Linked DNA regions of Mus musculus: region 1 is linked to region 2. The links are chromatin contacts, called in public HiChIP or PLAC-seq maps. All regions are on one chromosome and are shown on one strand. Each heading gives the region's core, a stretch centred on a gene start, on an enhancer-like site or on the middle of the called end of the contact. The rest is flanking DNA. Distances are from core to core; before and after follow the strand shown. Region 1 has its middle 5.8 kb from the start of Gm15232. Region 2 has its middle 56 kb from the start of Gm1720.

Region 1 (6,567 bases), core at 351-2,850, 390 kb after region 2:
TCTTTCTTTCTTTCTTTCTTTCTTTCTTTCTTTCTTTCTTTCTTTCTTTCTCTCTCTCTCTCTCTCTCTCTCTCTCTCTCTCTCTCTCTCTCTTTCTCTCTTTCTCTTTTTCACAGTAACGAAGTACAAGCATGCATGCACCTTCTCACAGAAACTTTACTGGTCCACCTCGTCACAGACTCTGACTTCAATATGTGTGGGTTGGAAGAGCGTAGAGAAATTTTGGACAACGTGCTTTTTCAAACTTCCTTTGAATGACTTCTGGACTGATGTCACTATAAAAATCAGTGGCTCTGCCAAAGGGCTCATTTCTCTCCAGAAAGTACTCTCCATCCATCTCTGACAAGTTTTCCGCTTAGATCTAAAATCCCAGGTATGGAGCGTCTCACCATCATTTAAGAGCACTGCATGGCCACTATCAGCCCTAAATTCCAATGATCCTTTACTAACAAAAATAAAGCGAACTTAATATGGCCACAAATTAGTGTAGCCGATTTTGTTGATCTATCAGACAACACATTAACTTTGAATATTTTCATTCAAAGATGTAGGCTTGGCTGATATTAAGAAATATAGTAAAAAAAAAACCTGCAGTCAGAGATATTCATTAGAGAAAAGTGGTCTGCCTCTTAAATATCCTTCAAAAACAATTTAAACACGTGGATGGCATGCTCATACAGTAAGCATAATTGTTAATAGTCATGTTCCAGAAGAATGAGAATATATGAGTAAAATTTCTCACAACATGAAAAGAAACAGAATGATCTGGGTTTGTCTGGGTTTGTCGAAAAAGAAATGTGTGTGTAAGAAAACATGTAGACAAAGAGACCAAAACCATGTCCCAGCACTTGGGAGGCAGAGGCAGGCGGATCAGAAATTGAAAGTCACCCTCAGCTACATATCACGTTTGAGGTCAGCCTTGTGCACATGGGACTCTGTTTCAAATATAAAAGAGAAAAACTACGTCAGAATAGCAACAACAGTTTCTCATTAGCTGAGGGCAAAGCTTATAAAGATTTAATGCCCCTCCCCAGCTATTGAGCTTTTCTATATTGTCCAAATCCCCTATGTGTAAGTGGTTTTACAATGAAAAAGCCCACTTCGGAAAGTAATACCCCACAGGAGCTTGCTGTTCCTTAATGAATTAATAATATGAAAAGGACAGCATACTAACAGCCCAGAAGACAAGATGGAGATGAGACTATCAGTCTTGCATCCATTTGAACTTTAGTCACTCTTGCTTCAAAAAGAACTTTCATGATTACATATTGCATGCACCCTGCCAAAAGCCACGGCTTTCACATTCAGACTAGGGAATAAACAGCTCCCCCAGGCAGACTGTGATGGAGGCGGCTGCTCTTGCATTCTAATTGAGGGACTATGCGCCCCAATGATTCGATTCTCCTGACAGATTAAGAGAATGAAGAAATCACCAGCTGCCAGAGCACAGAGAAGGAAGGGACCGAGCGAGGGCGGCTGCTGTCTGGCTGAGGCATCCTTCTGTTTTCTTGAGTTAACATAGGGGAAGAGAAAGCCTCCAGCCATTGCACGCAACTTAGAGTGCATGCAAGCAAACGGTGCAGTATTCAAGGGAGGGAGGGGCCTTGTAGGCCCAAAGAAAATGCCTATTTTGGGACGTGTGGTTGTGACCACAGTGTTCTACCTTCAGTAAACTGCTCATATTGTGATTAGAACTTTGACACCAACGGCAACTGGGTGACTAGATGCTAATCCTTTTTTTTTCTTTTTTTAAGAGGTTTGAATGTTTTGAGACATGGCCTCAAATGCGTTTTGTAGATGAGGATGACCTTCAAGCTGGATCCTCCTGTCTCCACCTCCAAGTATGAAGATTACAGCCCTGTACCACCACCAAGCGTCTCCACTATTTGTTCTGAATAGACAGTAGATGAAGCAGGAGCGGGTGAAAGGCTTCTGACCTCATATCCCAACTATCCATGCCAATCTTACCTTTCTGTTGGTCATCTATCTTCCCCTATCTTAGACAATCCATCCTCGTAAGTCCTTCTGTCAAACTGCTTTGCTTTAGTCCACAGAGGTGTCCTGATTTCTCCCAAAGGCTTAGGTGGAGGAGCTAAGCCAGATCTACAGTCTCCCCTCTGTCATCTTGTATCTGCATACTAGTGGAGGTATCTAAAGTATTCATAAATACACTTCCTTTCCTAGCTTGAAAATAGCAGAGACAAAGAAAATTACATGGTACTTTGCCATCTTTATTCTGGTCCACTTGAAACAGGAAGTTCCTAGGGCTTTCTCACAAGCAATTGATAAATAGTACTGTTTTCAGTATAACGTTCAGGTAGACGTGCATTCGGAAACATTCACACAAGATGCACAAGAACATTACCAAGACTCTAGTACTCATCACATGGAACCCCTTAGCATATAAACAAAAGTCATCTGTTTTCTTGTTCATAGTCCCTTTACATGTAACATCCAAAGGTACCACCCAGAGGATGGCAAGCTGGGTCCAGCTGAGGAAAAGCCCGGTGTAGAGCCTTTTCTCAATTGCTCTTAAAGAATCTCTCAGGTGGAGCCATTTTCCCTTGAGCAGGCATCCTCATGGCTCACTTAGGGAAGGGAAGGACATTTTACACTCTCATAGCTGAGAGCAATCTCTTTTGGGAAATGAAGCCCTTTTAGCTGTCTTCTGTTATTTATCTGCTCTCAGTCCCAATCAATGTTATTTAGCACTGTTGAACAAGCATTAAGGGAGAATTTGAGAGGGCTCTAACTTCTAAGATGCTCAGATGCTTACACACCAAGCTTTCAGATCCTAGCAGTCTTGGGTGAAGCATTTCCCTCCAAGACAGATGATGCTCATATTTTAGGATGCACTCGTATGAGCTTTGCAAGCAGGCTACACGTCCATTATGAGCCATTAATGTGGACTGTAATCACATTGTAGGACTTCAGGACGATGCATATTGTGTAAGAGAAGGGGCAGCCTGTGTAAAGGTTTTTATATTACCCCACTGAAGGTTTTTGTTATCTTTCAAAACTTCAGACAAAGAGTAGGCAGAGGAAACAGACCTAGCCCACAAGATCTTAAACGAAAGAGGACTTCTCTTATTCTCCTTCCACTTTCTGATTTCTCACTCTCAAGGGTATTAAGTTTAACAAATAAATAACCTTAGAGATACATGGTAATGTTGCCCAATTAAAAATGACTTATGCACATACCCTTAATCCTAGCACTTAGGAGGCAGAGGCAGGCAGATCTCTGTGAGTTTGAGGCCAGACTGGTTTCCACAGTGAGTTCCAAGCCAGCCAGAGCAACACAGTGAGACCCTTTCTCAAAGAAATAACTTAAGTAGGGAGCGAATACTTGGTTGACAAGCTATAGCTACCACCAGAGCCTGTCTTAAAAAATACCATGGCAGTCATCATCTTAACTTTCCTTTTTCGTCTATGATGGAAATGAAAATAAATCAACAACAACGTGTGAGCAGGTTTTTTTCAGTTCTAGGGCATCAAACCCAGGACCCTATGTATGCTAGGAAAGTGTTCTACTAGTTGCTCTACTAGTGTTCCAAACTTTTACATCAACAAATGAATGGATAAGTGAAACAGGTCTGGGATTCAATGCCAGTTTGCTCTTGTGTCCCAGTGAAATTCAAGCCCATCAAAGCCCATCAAAGAGAAGAAAGGGCAAGGCAATTTTGGGTAAAGTGCAAAAAGCAAAAGCATAGCCCAACTAATTGCATGCAGCTGCAAAGAATAGCCTACATGGCCAAATGCTCTAGGTTGGAAATGTAGAGAGTGGAATACAATTGGTAGAGAAACAAGCAGAACTCGGCTTCCTTGGGTTCCTTCCGGGCTTAATGTGGGTGCGTCCTTTCCTGCAAAGCACCTGCATGCTCTGTGATATGACTTCCGGCCAGAGACTTCCTGTAGAAGAGGAAAAAATAGACAGTATTGCTGCTTGCCCCCTGTTTCTCCCCCCACCGCAATCTAGCGTTTTCTTTAACTTAACTAACATTTAGACTGGTCTATAATAGAAGTGGTTCTGTCTGGCAGGAGGACAGAGTCTTCATTATCAAACAACACCCAAACTCAATAATGTAAATACCTGAGTCCCTTCATCACAGAATCTTGAGTAGATTTGGAGAAGAGAGAATCATCAATTCTCTGATACAGACTGTTTTCATTCATTCTGCCAAAGGGCGGGGGGAGGTCTTCATTATCTACAACGCCGCTGTAGTAGCAGATTGCTGGTAAATATTATTTCCTCTCTCAGATTAAAGGGCAAACCTAAGAGTTTCATGAGCTGTCACTTCATTTCTAAGTTGGTAGAATTTACTAGAGATATTTGGTGACTTAGTGACAATCTCGACACCAGCTTGTGCTTAATTGTTTTAGTGCTATTGTTTCTTTCCTTCAATGCGACCATAAAGGTCATAACCTAGCATCTTTGTTTTACAGATAAGGAAACAGATGATCAGTGTTATGGAGATAAGTGCTGACACTAGTTGTCCTCAAGTCCACTGCTGCCCAGTTATCCCACTGATGCTCTTTGCGAAAACCACAGAATCGGAGGTCAGGACTTCTGGATTTATATTCTCAAAGGATCTTGGGCTTCATGCTTTAATAATATTCAGTTTCCTGCTAGAAAAGACCATAAGCTCCATTTCCTCTTCTGGAAAGCAGATCAAAAGAGCCACGGCTTAGGAGTACTGGAGTACATAGATGGCTTTGCTGGACTTGTATTTTTCCCATATCATTTATTGTCCTGCATGCTTTTAGCATTCATTTCATTCTTTTCCCTCACACTGTAGAACAGTAAACAAATGAGTTTTTTTTAAAATGAGTCAACAAAGACACAACAGAAACCACCTTTTAATGCTCTTTTCCTCGTTTGAAATTTCAATTCATCTAGCCAAGTGATGCTACTATCAAATTTTGTTATTACTTCAGTTTCAGTGATTTCACTAGGCACATAAGAATCTCTAGAAGAGCAGAAATTACAGTGAAACATATTTAAGGAGATTGAAAAGCCAGTGTTCTTATATAGGCCATGCTTACATTTATTTGATGGTTTCTATGGGTGAAACAGAGGAAGGAGGAAACACTACTAATGCGATTGTATGGTTATTGTTTGATCAGACTATTGTTTTGGTTAATTGTACCAATAGAGAGAAGTGTCAAGTCATTTTATATTTAGGGCTGGAGGTAGGATAAGGATTTCTTCATCTGCTAACACTGGGAATTTCATAATTTTGTATTGTAGGGGGTCACGATAAACAAGATGACATTAGGGGCAGCTCTGCTTCTACCTAGTCAGTGACAGCTCCTTCGTCCCAGATCTCTGTTCATTAGACAGGTTAAAATGGCTCAAGGCATGAGTTAATGTTTCCCCTGGATTTTGCCATCCTCTCTCTTGAGTGGGGAGTCTCTGCACTGTATCATGTAGAGTTTCCTAGAAAGCATTCATGCTATGTTGCAGAAAATCTTTGAAGAACACCCCAGTCCCCACCAGCTCTCCTGGTGAACATTTGAAAGACCTTGTGCTAATCAAGGAAAGTATTTTATGGATTCTCTTCATAGCAAATGAAGAATTTTGTTTTTACTATCCAACAAAAGGCTGCCATTTGTTTAAAAAGATAGGGATGCATGTGAGTTTTTACTTCCAAAATCTTTTCTGGTTTGGAACCGACAAACTCTGCCCCAGAAAGACAGTGGCTCCCCCAATGGCTACTAACAGAGCCCTCTGACTACATACCTCAGTGTCATACTGAGAATGACCTTGAATTCTGGGCCAAGCCTGTTTTACACTCTCAGGAATTATGTCAGTCTTTCTGTCTTTGTCTCTCTGTATCAGTCTCTGTCTCTCTCTTTGTCTCAATGTATCTGTCTCTCTTTCACACAGACAGACAGGTGTGTGGGCGCATGCACACACACACACACACACACACACACACACACACACACACACACAGAGAGAGAGAGAGAGAGAGAGAGAGAGAGAGAGAGAGAGAGAGAGAGAGAGAGCAAGCATCTTCCCTTTGATTCTTGAGCTTAGCTTTCCTCAGACAGAATTCATGTGAGTGGTGGATGCCAGGATAATGGAATGAAAAGTTGAAGTGCATTTTCTTAAGCAAAGAATAGTAGCTGCTTGACACATTACTCCTTCCTTCTTCAAAATTGAAGTTAGATGTGCTAGAGAATTCCCCTAGCAAAATTCTGTTTTCTAGATGCCTGTTTCTGATGCCGTTTTCTTGTTGTTTGTGTGGTACTAGATATTAAACCTGGTACTTCACACATGGTAATCAGATTCTCTATCATGGTGATACAGCCCCAGCCCCTCCTTCTAAATTATTATCATTACCACTGTCGTCATCATCATCATCATCACTATCACCATCAGGGATCTTTTGAGACAGTGTCTCACTATGTAGTCCTGGCTAACCATAGCATTGAATTTGGGAACAGTCTTCTCTTTTTCTATCTTCCAAGTGCTGGGACTACAAGTGTCTAATGCCTGTGTTATACGGAGACCGAATCTCACTGTTGCCCACGATGACCTCCAACTTGCAAACCTTCGGCCTC
Region 2 (6,240 bases), core at 2,546-5,045:
CATGGAGCCTAGTAAACATTTGTACATCGCATAGCCTAATCAGTGTAAGCTGGCATCGTACCAAAGTCCCTAATGTTTTGATCCTATCAGAAAGGTCACTTCAAAATCATCAAGCCATATGCCATTCCTTTCTTCTTGCCCAAACTACTTTACAAAAGCCACAGTGTTTTGTTGCTATTGTTGTTTTTGTCATACCCAGAGGAGAACCCATGTCTTTCTATTTTAGAAGTAAGTTGTAGCTTGATTCATGAGCATCTAAGAAAAGTCAATGAGATCATTAAAAACAACTTGTGGAATTTATTTTTTGTTGAAAATGGTCAGCAGTGGTCCCTCTTGGAATGCAGTGAGACCCTTAATGTCAAGATCTGCTTGGCAGGTTGTTTCTCAATGGTATCCCAGTCCCCAGCCCAAGATATCAGTCCTGGAGATTTCTCTTTCCTTCTATTCTCAGAAGGTTTTTTTATTTATTATTTATTGTATGAATACCAACCATCTTTATTCTAAGGTGATCCCTTCCCCAATCTATAGACTTGGTTTAATTGTACAATGTATGGTCATTTCATACATGGGTAAGTTGTAGACAAAATACACTAAACCATAACTGTTTCCCAAAGTCCAACTTTGTTGGATTAAATAACATCACAGAAGATGAAAAGACCTTCCTGGAACAGCCCAGGCTGTGTAGACTTTGGCACACATCTGATCTTAGGCTAAGCTAATATAAATATGTCTCCATAGCCTTCCTTCTAGTCGCCTGAACAAAACCTTCTCCTTACCCAGTATGTAAACTTGTTATTAATCTTGGCACTTGGGAGGCAGAGGTGGGAAGAGCAGGAGTTCAAGAACAATCTCAACTATATGGTAAGTTCAAAGCTAGCCTGATTTATATGAGGCCCTATATCAAAACAAACAAACAAAAAGCAAAACCCACAAAACAGAAACAATACTGTAAAAGGGCTTTTCCAAAATGAGTGGTTTTTAAGATACACTTCATATACATTTTAGGAAGAAAAGAATTTTTTAAAGTTACTACAATTCAGCTGGATTTTCTTGTCCTTGGTAGTGGAAGAGTGTTATGAAACCATCTGTTTGACACGTGTGGTCTTCAAATGTACAATTTGCATTGCTCTGACCCCAAATAGACTCAAAAGCAAATGTTGACTATTAGCAGTACTTTAGAAATTAAAAGTTTCTTCAGGACAATCAAATATTTCAGCCAGATTTTTCTTCTCTGACATGTCTTTGTTAGTGAAGAGGTGACAAACATTATAAAAACTGATAATTCCCAGTCTAGAGAAAATTGACAGTGAATGTGAGTTTGTTCTTTTTCTGGCCATTAAAAAAAAATTAAACCAGACCAAAGTCATGGGAAATGCATTAAAATTCACATCTCATTTCATTCTAACCAAAGCTTTGGAGATTGGTGTTACACACATAACATGTTCAAATCTCACTTGGTTATAATCAACTTATAATTTGAAAAAGAATTCTCAGGCTTGAAGGTTGGTGTTCTCCTAAAATTCACATGAAGGAAGCTGGTACTCAATGTGATAGTGTTGGAAGATGGGGCTTTTGGGAGACAGGTCGTGATATCATTATGATGGGATTAGCATCTTTATGCAACATGATTGAGGTAGTCTATCTACTTCTGTTTTGTTAAGGCACAACTATAAAGATTCTATGTATGAAGAACAGGCTATCTCTATATACTGATGGTGCTTGCAAGTTGATCATGGGTTTCCCACATTTGGAACTGTAAGTGGTAAATTTCTATTGCTTATAAATGACTCAGGCTAAGGGTATTTTGCTATAGCAGCCTAAGCAGTCTGAGATACAAACTGTCTTAACAAAGATGTTAACAATTTATTTATTTTGTTTTCCCTTCCTCGACCAGTGCACAATTAGTATGCAGTCTCTGTTTTGCTAGAGCCACCACTATTATAATCTGTTCATGCCAACTTGACTCTTAAATAGGTGGTGAGTGGGTTGTAAACCTTTCTGCTGAGCATCTCAAACACTATCACTAAACAGAGTATTTTTTTTACAGCAAGTTAGACAACAGCTTTCTAGAATCTTCTACCACACAAAAAGAAAAGCACAGCCATCATGATTACATGAGAAAATGCAAAGCACACATTTCTACTCTCTAGTGACTTTTCTTTCTGAAGTGTAGAGTGCTACTTGGTAATTACGGGAGTTGTGGCGCACTGGTGTTCCTTTGTTTACATGAATTCCTCTGCATGATGAGACAACCTGATGGCATCTGACCTGTTCCTTGTTGCTCTGATCTCCTGGCTCACAAGCTTCTTAGTCTTGCTGTTCTCCTGCATATCACAGGACCGCCAGTACACAGGCTTCCTAATGTCTAGAATCCCTTGCAGCAAGTTACCTTGCTCTGTTGTATGCTGTCATTGAAAAAGTTTAATTTCTTGCTATAGCAGTTACTTTTATCATTGCTGTGACTGAATACCTGCTAAGGAACAAAAGATTTATTTTGGCTTATGGTTTGATGGTCCTTTATAGTGTAGAAGACATAACAGTGGCCAGATGCACTTGCAGCTGTGTGCAACAGGAACATGAAGCTGCGTGCTTATATCTTGTCAGACCAGGAAGCAGAGAGCTGGCTCTCCCATTTTATTTAGTCTGAGACCCCATACCATTCAGTAGTGCTACCCACCTTCAGGGTGAGTCTTGTTCCCACAGTTAATCGTCTCTGGAGATGCCTTCATAGATAGACTCTACAGTATACCTTACTAATTACTCAGGCCTCACTTAATCCAAACAAGTTGCCAATGAAAATTAATCATCATATATTCTTGTTAGGTTTATAACCATTCACTGCTTTGAGCATTTGGTTGATTAATGCTTGAGTCCTTCATGAGATTGTAAATTCTCTGAGAGCAAGGATCAGGTTATACTACATAGAAGTACTGAAGAAATAATTGCTGTGTGGGTGGCTAAATGAACAAATGTGATTTTCCCCCCACTGGACAGGGAATTACGCACATAGAACCTAAATAAGAGATGGGGAGATGCGATGTGGACAAAGAACAGAAAAGTGTTAAAGAAACTTACTGGGGAGGAGAAGGGATACGGAAGAGATAGGCTGAATGCATGAGAAGAACCAAGGGAACCACTTTAGATGATGGTCCCTGAAACTCAAGAACCTACAGAAACTTACCAGTTGAGACCACATCTCCATCCTGGGCCTGGGAGAAGCCAGCAAGGTTTTAGTTATGTGGCATTGCCTATGACTAGCTAGAAAGGACTAACTAGTCCTTTGGTGACTAGAGTTTCTGGTCTTACTGATGAGGGAGAGTGAAGTGAAGGAGAATTGAGTCAAAGGTGGCTTTCTAAGTCAATAGATAGACATTTCTTGAGGCTCCAGGCCCTGTGGGATATTTTGACGTGATGAAGACAAATAAATGAAGAAATAGTTTCTACCTCAATGAGCTTCTATCCTCATTAAGGAAAGAAAAGATATGAAATGTGTGTACGTTCACACAAGCACCCATTTAAAAACATGTATTATACCTACACATATGTAACACATGTATTTATAACATGGACACATTAATGTTAGATTTAAATATGTTTAAAGTGCTTTCAAAGTACTAAGGATGGAAAGACTTTTTTTCCCTTACAGGAGGGCAGAAATATTAAAGGCTTCATTTGCATAGAGACATATGATTGTGAAAGGGTGCTATTTGCATGAAAAATTGTCATCACTGGGAAGTCCCTAAACTTTCTGTTTACTTGGTAGTAGGATGAAGTGAAAGTTCTCACTTTAACTTTGACAGTCATGTACCCCCTGTTTTAAGCCACCATGGTTCTGCTAAATCCTTAACCTTTATTTGCTCTTCACCCTTATGCATGATTTCATGATTACTAAGTTCCAGATTGAGTGGCCTTATTTGATCCTTCAACCATGTGTTCCCAGATCAAGGCCTTTGCTCTAATAGACTTTACTGAATGCCATGGACAGTGTGTGTGTGTGTGTGTGTGTGTGTGTGTGTGTGTGTGCTGGTATAGCAAACAACTTACAATGAAATATTCATACACTTCATGCTTAAAACTCCGCAGCTCCTCTTTTCTACTTGGCGCCAGAGCATCTCCACCAGCTCTTATTTTATCTTGCTGTGTTTCTGGGCTCTCTCTCAAGACTTAGCGAGCTTTCTTTTTTCTCTCTAGTTTGTAGGCTTTCCCCACATCCAACATCAAAGCATCCTGAGTAATTTTTCTTATTATCCCATCCTAAGATGTGCAGGCAGCTCTGAGACCTTTGATTAATATAGTCTATTATATTTATCTAAGAATAAGTTTAAATACTATTATGCTGTTTCTGGGTTGAAATCTTAGGGTTAACAATGTTTTTATTGCTCATCAGGTACTATGTTATATCAAGCACACACATTTGATTTAAAAAGATGGTATCATGTATATATTTAGTAGGCATTGCCTAAGAAAGAGTTAATAAGGTAACTAGTAGGCTCAAGAGTGCAGAGATAAGGAATAGCAATCATGTGCATGAATATACATGTTCATTTAAAATAAAAGCCTAGGATAATATTGAAAAATAATTAAAAAATCTGACTCATGTCCTACAGGGAAATTATAACCTGACAATTTTCTGAAAACTAATATCCAATTTAGCAAAATGTTTGAGCCAGTTAAATTTTGAAAGAAATAGTAGTTACTGTTCTCGTTCTGATAAAATGCAACTTGAGGTAGGGGTTGTTTTGGATTGTAGCATCTGTTTCCCAAGTGCACCGGCTGTAGAAGGGACCAGCAGTTCTGCCCATATTGTGGTTGGGTCTTCTTTCTTAAACTGTTCTAGAAACCCCCTCCTAGATTTACCCTGGGCTGTGTTTCCATGGTGATTCTAATCCCATTTCATTATGCATTAGGTGTTACATAAAACCATAAATCCCAAACAATTATATAATAATTACATTAATTAAAAAGGACATAAGCATGATGTCACAAATTAAAAAAAACAATCATGAAGGAAAAGAATGCAAGCATACAGGGAGTATAGATAGACAACAAAGAATATTGAGGCAAATTTATTAACAGGTACACAGCAGGTCAATATTCATAGAGCAAGATCAACAGTATTGCCTGAACACATTTGTTTGTATTTGTATGAACAAGCATAACTTGGATTGTTATTGTTCTTGCATAATGCACTGAGTTGTAAAACAGCTCATATAAGCGAAAGGGATAAAGAGCCTAGGAGAAAATTCTAGATAATACATCCAGAAATCTTTCTTTGCCCCACTTAGTCTTTTGCTATTTTTTTCCAGAAAGACTCTAATCAATAGTAAGTAGTATGATAATGGGCAATACCCTTCTCATCACCCACCTTATCCCCCAATGAGCATCAGCTGCCTCTTACAATGAGTTGAATATATGATGTTCTGTGATAACTTTAAAAAGGAATGCAAGAATCATTTTTGCTTTCTGCCCATGCTTTCAGTACTTCCTCTTATGAACAGTTTGTATCATAAATAGAATTCCTTTAGTACAGGTCACTTTGACTTGCAAGACTGGCAGAAGGCATTTGCAGTGTAAGTGGAAGGCTCCCAATAAGAACTTTCAGTGTCACTGTCAGCAAAGGATATCTATTTCTCAAGTGCACTAGCTGTAGAAAGAACCAGATTGCCTTCCCTTTGGGGCCAACTCATTGCACTGTTACACATTTCACAGGACCATAGACAATTGTCTTCTCTGACATGGGACTATGACTACGTACTTCAAAAATTTTCTCATGTTTTCCCCAGTGTCTAAAGTCCCTAAGAGGAGGATGAGAGAACAAGGACTCTCTATTCACCTTTTCTGCCTCATTTGGTGGCCATTTTGTATATAGCAGAAAACTCAAAGGTGGTTATGGGTGACAAAGATAGAGGTGATATTTATAAAGATCTCCTTTAGTGCTTGTAGAAACTGAGTGAAGCTGCTGGTCCCACAAGATGCTTTCTGCCTCAGAGGAGGCTTCAAGGGGATAAAACTTTCTGAGGCAGTGTGTTAGGTTGACAAGTAAGTCCTTGCTCAGCTTAGTAACAGCTGACTCCCCAAGGAGGCTCTGCTGATGGCAGCTAACATAGGAAGCACTGTTGCCTTCCAGAGATGATCTCTCTCCCTATTTCTCATCTTCCTTTCTCTTAACCACAAAGCATTTCTAAGAGAACATTGGGGCAGAATAAAGGCAGCTTTGGGTCACTTTTGTGAGGGTGTGGG

Evidence for each region. HiChIP or PLAC-seq counts read pairs in DNA pulled down with a chosen protein or histone mark.
Region 1: a contact with region 2 is called in an H3K27ac HiChIP or PLAC-seq map of bone marrow-derived dendritic cells, with 4 times the contacts expected there. The contact joins two enhancer-like sites. A contact is called at or near these places in 3 of 484 Hi-C or Micro-C datasets (the C10 cell line, bone marrow-derived dendritic cells and nephron progenitors) and 1 of 115 datasets of contacts at active chromatin or transcription factors (bone marrow-derived dendritic cells).

What each region holds. Positions count from the first base shown.
Region 1 is chrX:167,104,666-167,111,232 of GRCm38.p6, forward strand. No RefSeq gene overlaps it. Among named protein-coding and RNA genes, the nearest start is that of Gm15232, 5.8 kb to the left of the region's middle. Within about 2 kb of position 1,601, at least 58 of the 459 cell types and tissues checked have an H3K27ac peak or open chromatin away from gene starts, as enhancers often do. A contact at or near this core is called in bone marrow-derived dendritic cells, where this site is marked.
Region 2 is chrX:166,714,501-166,720,740 of GRCm38.p6, forward strand. No RefSeq gene overlaps it. Among named protein-coding and RNA genes, the nearest start is that of Gm1720, 56 kb to the left of the region's middle. Within about 2 kb of position 3,796, at least 13 of the 459 cell types and tissues checked have an H3K27ac peak or open chromatin away from gene starts, as enhancers often do. A contact at or near this core is called in bone marrow-derived dendritic cells, where this site is marked.